3 separate regions of the Mus musculus genome follow, and all the other regions are linked to region 1. A link is a contact called in public HiChIP or PLAC-seq data. All regions are on one chromosome and are shown on one strand. Each heading gives the region's core, a stretch centred on a gene start, on an enhancer-like site or on the middle of the called end of the contact. The rest is flanking DNA. Distances are from core to core; before and after follow the strand shown. Region 1 overlaps Vps8 (VPS8 CORVET complex subunit). Region 2 overlaps Map3k13 (mitogen-activated protein kinase kinase kinase 13). Region 3 holds the start of Ehhadh (enoyl-Coenzyme A, hydratase/3-hydroxyacyl Coenzyme A dehydrogenase).

What was found. HiChIP or PLAC-seq counts read pairs in DNA pulled down with a chosen protein or histone mark.
Region 2: an H3K27ac HiChIP or PLAC-seq map of embryonic stem cells shows a contact between it and region 1, with 6 read pairs. The contact joins two enhancer-like sites. A contact is called at or near these places in 1 of 39 promoter capture datasets (hippocampal neurons), 3 of 115 datasets of contacts at active chromatin or transcription factors (double positive thymocytes and embryonic stem cells) and 1 of 9 other capture datasets (embryonic stem cells).
Region 3: an H3K27ac HiChIP or PLAC-seq map of embryonic stem cells shows a contact between it and region 1, with 5 times the contacts expected there. The contact joins the promoter of Ehhadh here to the enhancer-like site in region 1. A contact is called at or near these places in 16 of 39 promoter capture datasets (the 3T3-L1 cell line, the C10 cell line, the HPC-7 cell line and 9 more), 2 of 15 datasets of contacts at CTCF or cohesin (the NIH/3T3 cell line and large pre-B cells), 6 of 484 Hi-C or Micro-C datasets (the CH12 cell line, the N1E-115 cell line, bone marrow-derived macrophages and 3 more), 14 of 115 datasets of contacts at active chromatin or transcription factors (the 230-238 cell line, the SCID.adh cell line, astrocytes and 9 more) and 3 of 9 other capture datasets (embryonic stem cells, liver and pancreatic islet).

Annotation. Positions count from the first base shown.
Region 1 is chr16:21,483,622-21,487,897 of GRCm38.p6, forward strand. All of the region lies in intron 20 of Vps8 (VPS8 CORVET complex subunit), which reads left to right. Among named protein-coding and RNA genes, the nearest start is that of Vps8, 63 kb to the left of the region's middle. Within about 2 kb of position 2,265, at least 9 of the 459 cell types and tissues checked have an H3K27ac peak or open chromatin away from gene starts, as enhancers often do. A contact at or near this core is called in embryonic stem cells, where this site is marked.
Region 2 is chr16:21,906,768-21,911,043 of GRCm38.p6, forward strand. It overlaps Map3k13 (mitogen-activated protein kinase kinase kinase 13), which reads left to right. Exons shown (of 13, transcript NM_172821.3): 7 at 1,898-2,007; 8 at 4,239-4,276. Among named protein-coding and RNA genes, the nearest start is that of Map3k13, 17 kb to the left of the region's middle. Within about 2 kb of position 2,259, at least 37 of the 459 cell types and tissues checked have an H3K27ac peak or open chromatin away from gene starts, as enhancers often do. A contact at or near this core is called in embryonic stem cells, where this site is marked.
Region 3 is chr16:21,785,722-21,789,997 of GRCm38.p6, forward strand. Ehhadh (enoyl-Coenzyme A, hydratase/3-hydroxyacyl Coenzyme A dehydrogenase) reads right to left here and starts at 2,113. Exons shown (of 7, transcript NM_023737.3): 1 at 1,986-2,113. The coding sequence starts at 2,059.

The sequences.
Region 1 (4,276 bases), core at 1,015-3,514:
AAAGAGGAGAATAACCCAGCTCAGATTTTGCCTACTAAAGCACTAAGGAGTTCAAGCAGTCCATCAAACAACTAACCATCCAGGCAAACCAACCAGTGATGATTGACAGAGATTCCCTGAACAGATAGATCTGCATGTGAAAAGTGTGTGCCTTTCATTTTCATTGAATTCTTACCGTTCCACGAAATGTAGACATAATGTTTTGTCGTCTTTGTATCTGAGGAAGCTCAGAGGCTAAGTTACTTTCCAAGATAGTACTGCTGCTAAAGTGGTAAAGCCCAGACTCAGATCTGAGTGTTCCGGACTTCAGAGCCCAGCTCTTAACAGCCATGTAGTGCTGTGTCCAGAGCAGACAGATGACAGTGCGCCACTGAGTGGGACTGAGTTAAGTGGCTAATCATGGTGATAACCACATGGCTGGCTAGGTACCCAGCAGTGTCCTGGCCTGGTAGGCACCAAGACTTGGGTCTGAGCTGCAGTATTATGTAGGAGACAGCACACACTTAAAAAGCACATAGGAGGCGGAGGCAGGAGGATGGATCAGAAATTCAAGTCATCTTTGCCTGTGCTCAAAATTTAAAATAAATAATTCTAGTAAACACCTAATCTTTTGGTTTCTAAACATCTAATGACAGACTCTATTACAAACCTTTTGCCTTAATCTATTTAGTGTTATGAAAAAAATCTAAAGCTAGTTACTTTATAGGCAAAAATAGATCCATTCAGCTCACCTTTTTTGCAATTTGAGAGTGTAGCACTGGTATCTGGTCAGTCACCTTAGGTGGGGGCTTTGAGGAAAACGGCACTGTCATGTCAGAAGGGTATGTGTGAGTGTTGGGTAGTGCATACCCAACAGTACTCCAAAGGTTCTGGGCTCATTTTAGCAGTTTGCTCTCATGGACTCCTATGAGGAAAACATTTTCTTTTCTTAGAGACATAATTAACTTTCCACCAGACTACAGCTCCTGAAAGTTCAACCATCATTAAGCATCCCCACCCCAGGGACCAGGCTTTGAGCGGGCAGAGTCGTGTTTAGGCAGTGCATGGTTGCTGCATATCACCCATGTAATTCTTAGCAGAACTCTCTAAGGCAGGCGCTGTTACTGCTCCCCGTTATACATGGCATGCAGGCACAGAGAGACGAGGTAAGTCGCTTAGGGCACATAACAAGGAAGTTAGTGACTGAATGTAAACATTTGGACTTCAGGGTTTCCATCTGCAGTTCTTCACTGTGTAGTTGAACAAGACTTCTTTTCGTGTGAACATAGTTCAAAAAGTCCAGATAAACGTTACGTGTTAGAGAAATTAACGCCAGAGCCCAGTGTGTGTGACGTGTGTAGCTACAATATAATTGTTCACATCTTGAAGACCCCAGGTGTTGTGGAACATCCCCAGTCACAGCATTTGCACACAAACATATTTTTGGTGGCTTGTTATTCATTCTCTCTTAATGTACTTTCATATTTTTAAGTTTTTTCTGTATGATCAGTTTATTACCAGGGCGGAGTAGGCACTTTTCAGTAAATGTTTTGCCGTAGTACTATTTATATATAGAAGCGGCACTGATACTCTTCTATCCACTGAAAGAGCACTCTAAAACCAGACACAGAAAGCCAGTTTTGTATAGGTTATATCCTCCTTTTCTACCAGTCTGTAATGTCAGGCTCCTGTGATTAATCTTTGCATATATGTATATGTGCATATAGTGTGTGTGTATGTGTGTGTCTGTGTGTGTGTGTGTGTGTGTGTGTGTGTGTGTGTGTGCGCGCATGCATACCTTCATACCCAAGTTTTGTTTTTTGTCTTTTTTTTTTTTTTTTTTTTTTTTTTTTCAAAACAGGGTTTCTCTGTGTAGTTCTGGCTGTCCTGGAACTCACTTTGTAGACCAGGCTGGCCTCGAACTCAGAAATCTGCCTGCCTCTGCCTCTGCTGCGTTTAAAGGCATGTGCCACCACCGCCGGCTCATACCCAAGTTTTTATCAGTGACATAAGTAAAGTTAGTTTATTGACAAGCCTGTCAGGGCTAGGTAGCAGCAAGAGTCAAAATTGAAAATGATCTTGATAAGAAAATCCCATTTAATTGTGTATAAACCTGACAAGATTAAACATTAGATTCAAATTTGTTTACTAGATTTGAAAGGTGTAGCTAGGTAGGAGTTAGAAATATCTTTAGTCCTAGTGTACTGACCCCCAGTACTCTCCTAACACCCTCCTGCGCCTGTCTTGTGAGCAGCTCTCCTCCCACTGTCATGTGACTTGCCAGCTTTAAGTGGGGCTGCGCCTGTGTGCATAGGTTGGGGCTGTTTACTGGAAGGAATGCCCCTCCCCTGCAACAGTAACAGCAGGGTGTCAGCCCTCATCCCCAAGGGCTCAGTCTGTTCAGGCCCACGAGCAGAGGCCCTGGTAGGGCCCATGACCTCTTGAGGCATGGGCTCTTGACCAGGATCACAGTACGAGAAATGAATTTCCTCCTCTGGAGCAGGCCTGAAATACGACCAGGAAGTGATTGGTTAACCCCTTACCAGTCCCACACTGTTGTACCAAGGGCACATCCTGAATAAGGCTAAAGTCCCCGCTGGCTCTCCTTGGAGCTGATGGCAGGTCCATTTAGAGCTGGGCACTCAGCATCACTCGCTCTCAGCACTTGGACCAGCTGTGAGTCTGCATTAACTCCCACCCACTGCAAAGAGAAGCCTGTCTGACCAAGGCTGAGATGCAAGCGGCACGTGAGGTGGACCGGCAGGAGAAGATGTTGGATTGTGATGAGACACTTTATATAACTCCAACTTGCAGGTGACTGAGACCCAAGGATATTCAGTTCAAGACTATCTCTTGCTGCACAGTGATTTTGAGTCCAGTCTGGCTTCCTAGCAGGGAGAAAGGGAAGAGAGGGAAGGAGAAGAGGGAGCAAGATGGTGCATTTCAGTTTGAAGTGAAGTGCTGTTGAGGAGATAGCTCTTGGATTTATGCCTTTCTTTTGTTTGTCCTACTCAAATGAAGGGAGGATGGCTTCTGAACAGGAGGGGCATTTCGTAAGTTTTTATTATTATATGTTAATTTTATTCTGCTATTTCCATACATGCATGTGTATGTAATGTTTTGATTATACCCCTGTTGCCCTCTCTTCTCTCCCTTTCCTTTCTTCTTCCCACCCCATCCACTTCTACGTGTGTGTCTAGTCTCCTGTCTTTTCTTTCTTGCAAATCCTTTCCCTCAGCAGTGAGTAAACTGCCTGTGCACCTGCAAGAAGTGGTGGGACCCTCTCTATGCCTCTCGATGGACCAAATCCAGCGTAGGTCCTATGAAGGCTCCATGACACTCTGACTCTTCCTCTGGCCCTCACATTCGTATGTTTCTTTTTTGCGATGTACCTTGGGGCAGGTGGTGTAGATACCCTCTTAGCTGGTATCTGAGTACTAAGGGTCACCTGTCTCGTTAACCACCGCCTAGTGTCAAAGCTTCTCTCACCAGGCCTAAGAGCAGCAGTGCTTTGGCATCAGCATGGATATGTAGAAGGCAAGTTGAGAGGCACATCATGCCCAGTTGGCAAAACAGTTGTAGCTTCCTCACTAGGACTGGACTTTTGATCAGGCTACCAGAGTGAGTTCCCTCCTGTAGAGCAGGCTTCAACTCCAATCAGAAAAACGCTGGCTATCCCCTTAAGTGGGCACACCTTGACTGGCTTGCACCTGCTGTAACTTGAAAGCCTCACATTAGTGATAGTTCTCCCCCAGCAGCCTACATAGCACCTTCTAGCACTGTGAAATGTCAATAAGTTCAGCTTTGTTTCTTTATGGCCTGAAGCCAAAGCACCTGGTGCCTTGCACAGTTGGGTCTTACCATTGAGTTGCCATGGGCAGTCAACAGCAATGGTCATAGTATTTATTGTTTTGGGAACCAGTGGAGCCTTTCTGACCAACAACTCATAAGGAGGTAGTCCACTCCTAGCATTGAGATTCTGCCCTTCCTTTCTTGCTTCCTGCCTGTGTCTGTGTCTGTAACTGAGTCTGTTTCTGTCTGTGACTGTTTCTGTGTCTGTGTTTGTCTTAGTTCTGTGTGTCTGTCTCTTCCTGTCTGTGTCTGTCTGTGATTGTGACAGTGTCTCTGTCTGTCTGTGACTGTATCTAGTCTGTTTTTCTATGTCTCTGTGTCTATCTGTATCTGTATCTGTCTGTGTGTGTCTCTGTGTCTGTCTGTGTCTCTCATCTGCGACTGTCTGTGACTCTGTCTCTGCTTATGTCTGTCAATGTCTATATTTATCTGTTTGTGTCTATCT
Region 2 (4,276 bases), core at 1,009-3,508, 420 kb after region 1:
GGCCTTGCTCACTTTGATGCACAAAAGCTGAAAACTAGGGCAGGAACTTGAGGACCAGACACAGCCACGACAGAATTACAGCATCTGTTAGCCGTCACTGTACTAAAATTTCCCACAACTTACATGTTAAAAAAAAAGTATTTATTTAGCCTACCATTCTGTAGGCAGTTTAAGCCACACAGTTTCTGTGATGCTTTGGAATTACCTGGATGTCTGTAGTCAGATCCCAGGTGAGCAGGAAGGTGGCTGGTCCCAGGTGGTCCCTTAACAGGTGTGTTGGCGTCTGGCTAGGAGCTAGAGCTCCTCTGTCCTGCCTGGCCGCTAGCTGGGCCTCAGGCTAGGCCCGCCTTAAGCTAGCCCCACCTCAGGCTAGGCCCGCCTCAGGCTAGCTCAGGCTTCCTCACTCCTGTTTGCTTTCACAGTGGCAAATGGATCAGGAAAGCAAGGCCAGTACAGGTGATGTTCATGCTGCATGGCATCGTGCTTGCCATAGTGCCACACTGGCTGAAGCAGGTCACGGGCCACCAGACTAGACTCTCCAGACTGAGGACAGAGCAGGCTAGACAGGCACGGAGCCAGAGAAGGGGAGGAGTATGGCTGTTGGGTGAAAATGCAGTAAGGATGGTGCTCTGCCCACTGTCACTATGAGCAAGGAGCGAGCAGAGACGAGGAAATGTTTCCTATCCCTAGCCAGACACGGGCATGATCACAAGGCATAGTGGTAATTAATCCCTCTGTGTGTACAAGATCATCATCATCATCATCATCGTGGCAGCACTAGCAGTGGAACCTAGGGCCTCTCAGGTGCTGGGCAATCACTCTCCCACCAGCTCTACCTTAGACTTTATTGTTGGTGTTTTGTTTTATTTTGTTTTGTTTTTATACAAGGTCTTGCTAAGTTGCCCAGGCTGGCCTTGAACTCCCTCTATAGCACAGACAGATCTTGAACATGGGATTCTTCCTGCCTCATTATCTAAATAGCTGGGCTTGTAGGCCGGCACCACGGGCCCAGCTTAGAACTGAACCATTAGTACTAACTTTCATAGTAGACATATGGCTTTTTCTCACTTAATGTTATTAAGTTTCTAAAATGAATTTTTCTGACTCGAATTCCATCTCTGCAGTGGCTCCCAATATTATTTCAAAGATTTATTGTCAGAAGAGACAGTTTATTACATATATTTATTGACTAAAAATTAAATGCAAAAATAAATGTTAGGGTAGGGGCAGATGCAGAGACCCACAGCCAAACATTAGACGGAGCTTAGGGAATCCTAGTGAGAAAGGGAGGAGGAATTGTAGGAGCCAGGGAGGTTGAAGAAACCACGAGAACGTGGCCCACAGAATCAACTAAGCAGAGCTCACAGGGCCTCCCAGGGGCCTATGTAGGTCTGACCTGTCCGTATGTGTCATGGTTGTGTACTTGACATTCTCATGGGACTCCTAACAGTGCAAGCAGGGGCTGTGTCTCTCTGGGATGCTGGGCTTCTGAGCTTCTCTTGGGTTTTTGTCCTAAGCAAAGCCAGTGTGACAGCGGACGTGAAGATGACTCAGAACCTCCCAGACCTGTGAACCTCCGTCAGCAGGACTTTCTTTCTGCCTCCATACTCCCTTGCCGTCAGCTGATCACTTTTGTCCAGATCACTGTACCCTGTGCTGTTCTGATGGCCACTGCTGTGGAGAAACTGGAAAAGAGACAGCACTGTGTCAGGACAGAGGGTGGGGTGGGGATGTTTGGGGTTTGATTTGGCACTTCTGGCACTCCCCTGCCGGAGCTCTTGTAGGAAGTTTGGGGAAAGCATGCAGAGGCACAGAAGGAAATGCCTTGCACACGGTCCTATGGACCCGTCAGGGAAGGAAACTACAACATTCACAAAATTAAACTTTCCTCACTCAGGCTGAATGGAGAGAAGAAGTGAAGAAACATTTTGAGAAAATCAAAAGTGAAGGGACCTGTATACACCGATTAGATGAAGAACTGATTCGCCGGCGCAGGGAGGAGCTCAGGTCAGCTGACCCCGCCCCTCTTCTCACCCCAGTGCTCTGGTCAGCTGACCCCGCCCCTCTTCTCACCCCAGTGCTCAGGTCAGCTGACCCCGCCCCTCTTCTCACCCCAGTGCTCAGGTCAGCTGACCCCGCCCCTCTTCTCACCCCAGTGCTCAGGTCAGCTGACCCCGCCCCTCTTCTCACCCCAGTGCTCAGGTCAGCTGACCCCGCCCCTCTTCTCACCCCAGTGCTCAGGTCAGCTGACCCCGCCCCTCTTCTCACCCTAAGGTTCAGACATGAGCAGGAACACTGGTGAATCGCCACTTCCTTCTCCCTCATCTTTCCCCTAGCTTTCTCAGTTGCTCAGATTTGGCCTTCCCGGGGAGTCTGAAAAGGCTGATCTCAAAGAAGCAGAGACTAGGATGGTGCTTGCTGTAGACTGGGAGGTTGTGCAGAGGGATGGGCGGGGGAGGGGGGAGAAGCTGACTAATGGATGCTGTTATAATTAGAAGAAAGTTCTTCAATTCTCGTCACGACAGGTAAAGATAATAGCTTAATAGCTCACCTCGCTTCCTCCCTCACTCGGAGTCGTTTGTTTGCTTATTTGAGGCAAGGTCTCTCTGTGTGGTCCTTGCTAGCTTGGGTCTTAGTATGTAGATTATGCTGCTAGAAATCACTGGAGCCTGCCTTCCTCTGCCTCCTGGATACGAGGATTGTAGGCCCGAGCCACCACACTTAAACTTTGGGATTTCTTTTTTTCTTCTTCTTTTTTAATTTTGAATTAAAGAAGCTTAGAAGAACGGATTTGGAATATTTCCAGCATAAAGAAATGATCATTGTTGGAGGAGACTACCATGGTTACCCTGATTTTTTCCCACTTTTATTATTTTAAATTATATTTGAGTCTGTGTATGACCACATGAGTGTGGACGCCCACAGAGGCCAGGCGTATCACATGTCCTGGAGCACAGGTGGTTGTAAGCCACCTGATGGGGTGCTGGGATCTGAACTCCGGTCCTCTGGAAGAGCATTTATCCAGTACATGCATTTATCTGCTGAACCATCTCTCCAGTCCCTGATTGGAACACTGTACAACAAATACATATATCAGAATATCACTTGGTACCTTGTAAATACATACAACTTTCGTGTGAGTTAAAAAAAAATGATTAACAACAACAACAACAACAAAAACGATTAACAAAAGCCGGGCATGGTGGCGCACTCCTTTAATCCCAGCGCTCGGGAGGCAGAGGCAGGCGGATTTCTGAGTTCGAGGCCAGCCTGGTCTACAAAGTGAGTTCCAGGACAGCCAGGGCTATACAGAGAAACCCTGTCTCAAAAAAACAAAAAACAAAAAACAAAAAAACAAAAGAAAAAAATAAAAAGATTAACATATGAACAACAGAAGCTTACCCTGTAGTTAGCAATGGTTCAGTGACAAGGTCTTGCCACAGGAGTATGAGGAACTGAATTCGAATTCCCAGATCCCATTCAAAGCAGGCCATGGCAGCTGTGACCCAAGAGCTCCTGGGGCAAGATGGGAGGCAGTGACAGGAGGCTCCCAGAAGCTTCTGAGTCAGCCAGCCTGGGGTGTGCAGTGCAGAGGCAAGCAGGGACCCCTGCTCAGCACTAGGTGAGGATCGACAGCTGAGGTTGACCTTGGACCTCCACATGGACACCATGGTCCATGTACACCCACACACATAGCTTCCTTCATGTGTAACTCTTTACCGCCTCTCAACTGTTTCCCACCTGTAGGGTCCTTTACCACAGAGAGTCTTAGAGCACTTCCACTGTTCTCAGTGCCGTGGGAGGCCAGGAGTTTATAAGCTCTAGCTCCTGGCCTCCACTGTAATAGGCAGTTAGGTCTCTATAAAAAAAAAAAGCCATAGATTTAGCAATTTATAAACAGAAGAAATGTACTGCTCGTGGTTCTGAAGGTGGAGCAGTTTAACCTCAAAGCTTCAGGAAACTCAGCAATTCCCAGCACTTGGGAGGCAGAGGCAGGCGGATTTCTGCTCTACAGAATGAGTTCCAGGACAGCTAGGGCTACACAGATAAACCCTGTCTCAAAAAAAAAATTGTGCACCCTGATATATTCTTTATCTGTGGCCGACCTGGCTCTATGCTATGGCTGGAGGGGCCCTTGGGATAAACTGCACAGTTCAGATTTCCCTGGACCTAGTGCCTTGAAGCAAACCACTGCACATGTCATTAGGGTCTTGCTCATGCTGTGTTTTCATTGACAGGCATGCTCTGGATATTCGGGAGCACTACGAGAGAAAGC
Region 3 (4,276 bases), core at 863-3,362, 300 kb after region 1:
AAATAAATAAATAAATCTTAAAAAAAAAACTCTCTCTTTTTTTTTTTTTTAGCCTCCATGAGTACCAGGGCATGTGATACACAGATATACTCTCAGGTAAAAGACCCATACACATAAAATAATAATAATAATTAAGTTTAAAAAATAAAATCTAATAACAGTGTGGTTTTAAATCTCAGTTAAAATGAACATGTCTCCTCTTTTCTGTTGTTTGTTTGTTTGCTTGCTTTTAAGATTTTTTTTTTTTTTTTGAGACAGGGTCTGAATAGATCAACAGTTCCTTCTGCCGCAGTCTCCTGAATGCTTCGATTCCAGGTGTGTGCCACCCCGGCATCTGTTTGGTTTTGCTCCAGCAGCTGGTGGTGGGAATTTTCAAATGGCCTATGTTTACTTTATTTATTCTGCTACTGTGCTGCTAGTTCCTTGGGATTGACGCATTCCCTCCCGAAGGGGCTAAGACTGGGGACGCTAAAGAGACTGACAGGGCACTGAAAGCTAAACACATCTACTGATGTTTAAGACGCCCCAGGAAGCTCAGAAACCTGTAAGTTTCATAAGATCCGTCTCCAAAGTTACAGGAGAGAAGCAATTGTGAGGAGGGGGCTCCTCACGAGTTGGGGTGGGCTTTCCAGGGGTTCCGTTGTTTCAGAAGCAACTATACTCTTGTAACTGACCTCAGTAAAGTCACTAATCTACCGAGCTAGACGTGGGTGGAATCCTTTACTTGGCCGGTCACAGATGCCCTCTCTCGGGTGAACGGTTAGTTGTTCTCATCCATTGTACAGGACTATTCTCCCAGCCAAACTGCTGCAAGTTTGGCTTGAGCCTGTTTGCCAAAGATCGCCAATGCTGGGCTTGTTGGTGGTAGACTTTCATAGAAGGACTGGACCAGAACACTCTGATTATCCAGCCACCCCTCTTTGCCCTAATTGTACCCTTGGGTCTCTAGGAAGGACTAGAGGATATAGGTAGGGAAGGATTAGGGGAGGGAGTTCTTTATTTATTTTTTTTTTCTTTAGTTTTTCGAGACAGGGTTCCTCTGTGTAGCCTTGGCTGTCCTGGAACTCACTTTGTAGACCAGGTTGGCCTCTAACTCAGAAGTGCTGCCTCCCGAGTGCTGGGATTAAAGGCGTGCGCCACCACGCTCGGCTGGGGAAGGGGTTCTTAACTGCCACGGGGAGTCATGATCTTTGCTGGGGAGGGCTGATTCCAATGTGGCAGTTCTAAAGTCACTCATGCTCCTGTCCCCGCCCTCCCCTCCCCCAACCTGCCCCCAGCGCACCACCCTGTTCTGAAAGTAAGCCTAAATCCATTGCATTGGTCCCCTGCAGAGTGAACAGGGCTGGAACTGTACCTAGGTTTGTCCTTTAGACTGTAAGGTCTCACCTGAGAAAAGGGTTTTAGCAAGGTCTCACCAGTGAAAATTATACAGTATCTGTCACAATCCTGTCCACCACTTCTGCAATGTATGGGTGACTCCTCCTGAGGCTAATATAGAATTATACTCTATTCGCCGGTGATATGGAGTGAACAGGGTAAATGAATATCATTTTTTCAAGAAGACAGATCTCATTTATAATAGTAATGTGCTAAGTGCATTGCACAGGAGGGCACTGCAGGTGGTGTAAATGAAACTTCAGCTTTTCAGAAAATACTATCCAGTAGGCCTCCTCTGACAGGGAGAGTTGACACTCAAGGCACTAAACTCTGCTTTTCTACGAGTCAGCTAACTATAGCTTTTGGCATCACAGAGACGCTGGGGTTGCAAGCCGGCAGTAAGGTTGCAGGAAGGGGTTCAAGCAGACACTTGCTGCATCAACCTCACCTTTGTAAGTTCCTGATTCGCCAGAACCAAACGTGGGCCTCGCAGTGAGGTCAACAGCTGACAGAAGGAAGGCCGGAGCCAGCTGCTCATTGGCCCGCCCTTCCAGCTGAGACAAGCCCCCTCCTAGACCCGCCACACCCCACTGTCCGGGCGGTGTTACCTGATGGCATTGACCGGTGGATTGCAGAGGCGGATCATAGCCAGGGAGTGGGGCAGCCTCAGATACTCAGCCATTTTCTCAAGGTATCCTGCGCCTCTGATGTCTGGGGCAGCCCGGGGCTCCTTTTCTGGGCCGCCCTGAGAGGAGGGGCGTGCTCTGAGCCAATGGGAGCCGCTGCTACCGCCTCCTGCCCCTTGCACTTCGTGCTCCCTGGGGCGGGCTGCGCTCCAAGGAGCGCGATCTTCCTATGCTTCCAAAGGGAATGTCCACAGGCAAGCCAAACTGCTGGGTCACACCACCAACGTCAATCACATGTTCACAAAACAGCCATTTACCAGGGCACGAAGCCCCGGCCTTCTCTAGTTCTGTCCCTCCTAAAGGCTGGGATTTTTCACAGTTCATCCAGGAACTGCACACATATTATGGGCTGGACGTAGGCTGCAGCCTGACAATAAACCATGCCTTGTCTCTTCCCTCTAAAACAGCCTGGGGCACGGTCCTTCCAGCTGCGCATGGCTCCTCTTGGTTGCCAAAGTCCACCAAGTGGACAGAAGACAGTGTGCAGGTTGACAAGTAAAACCGTACTTGTAAATCTTCACTGATGTTTCACAAGTTTTAACAATGTCTAAATATTATTTCTAGGAATGTTACTTCTAGGTATGGTGTCTAGGAGAAATCAGTCCCAGCATCCTAGGAACCTGAGCAGGTAGAGTTCAAGGTTTAATAGCACTGAGTGGCCTTATTACACCCCACCCCCTTGGAGCAAGGATCGATAATAAGCCCTCTTTGGAGTCATCTCAAGACACTTTATAATCTCCATCTGTAGGACTCGGTCACTGGCCATTAGGTTTGCACTTTTATTTTAATTGAGCACGGAACTTTCTGTGGTGTCTCCCACAGTGGGTTCTTGGTGAAGGCTTTAATATAAATCCATTAAATGGCTTGGATGTTTACAGTTGGCACCTCGGTGGGAGCAGAACCAGCGAAAGGCAAGTAAGGCATTTAGGGAACAAAGTTCAAAGGGCAGTTCCAATCAGGTTCTGCCAGTGCTCCTCAACAGCAAAGCCTCCTATCACTTAGTCCCTCTGTAAGTGGCAGAGGAATAGGGATACAGCTAGGTGGCAGCACAGTGGGTTCTCTTTTCCTAATGGTACAGAATTGTCTACAAGCATGGGTTCCAAAGTTGCTGAGTTCATGGATGCCAATTAAGCAGGTTCTACCGTGTTGCTGTGTGTAGATAGTCTTTTGATCTTCCATATCCTTCTATTTTACTTATTTTGTCTTACAAATGTAACCATACTTTTGGCTACGTTCCTGGATTACCTACTATCTTTCTCCACCCCAATCCCTTCCAACCCCACAACACTAGGTCAGTCAGAAAGAGAGTTAGAGGGAAAGGGGGCGTAGATCTGTTTAGACTACTTTCTGCTGATTAAGGGCATCAAGTTCCTTAGGGGCAAGTCCAGTCTTTGTCTTCAGGATATCCAATTTCTTCTTCTCATCTTTGCTCACAGCAACAGGAACCAGCAGCAGCAGCAGTGGTGGAGGCAGCAGCGGCAGCAGCAGCAGGGGGGCAGCAGCCTCCACAGCTTCTGGGTCTCTGGCATTTTTATACCCTTTCAAGAGTCCACAGAATTCCAAATGTAAACTAATTTTTTTTTTTTTTTGGCAGAATCACACCCCTGCCAGAGCATGAGACGAATCATAGTCAGCTGCTGTGAGAGCAACCCCATATTCCACACCTGGGACTAAAACAAAACATATTCACACACCATAACTGTTTTCAAAAAAGAAACAAAATTCTTACTACATACACAGTGCTACTTCATAGGATATCACTGTCTTAGGCAAGCACCTCACTCTTTCACTGTAGCAACTGTGTCATCTTACATCCTATGTTCACAGGGTATCTCAGGTTTGTTAATGCTTCAAAAAAAATCACTATAAGCCCTGAAACCACTACAGTGCCCAGAGGGTAAATGCTGAACTCTGTCACAAATACTGAGTTTTTGCCTGCTGGACCATGCAGGTCTCTAACTACTCGAAGAACAGGGTTGGCTATCTCTTACCATCTCCAGATCCTTATCCACTGAAAAGCTCAATCTGTTTTCTATCAGACAAGGATTCCTTGGTATAGTTTAAATTCAGTCTCATTGAAAGGAAGGAAAATATTCATGAGTCACTACTGACCATTATCATTTTAACTTTGCATTATGTAAGTTTTCAAGCGTGCACCAAAAGTAATAATATAATAAAACAACAATAACAGTATGTGGCCATTTTGATCATTG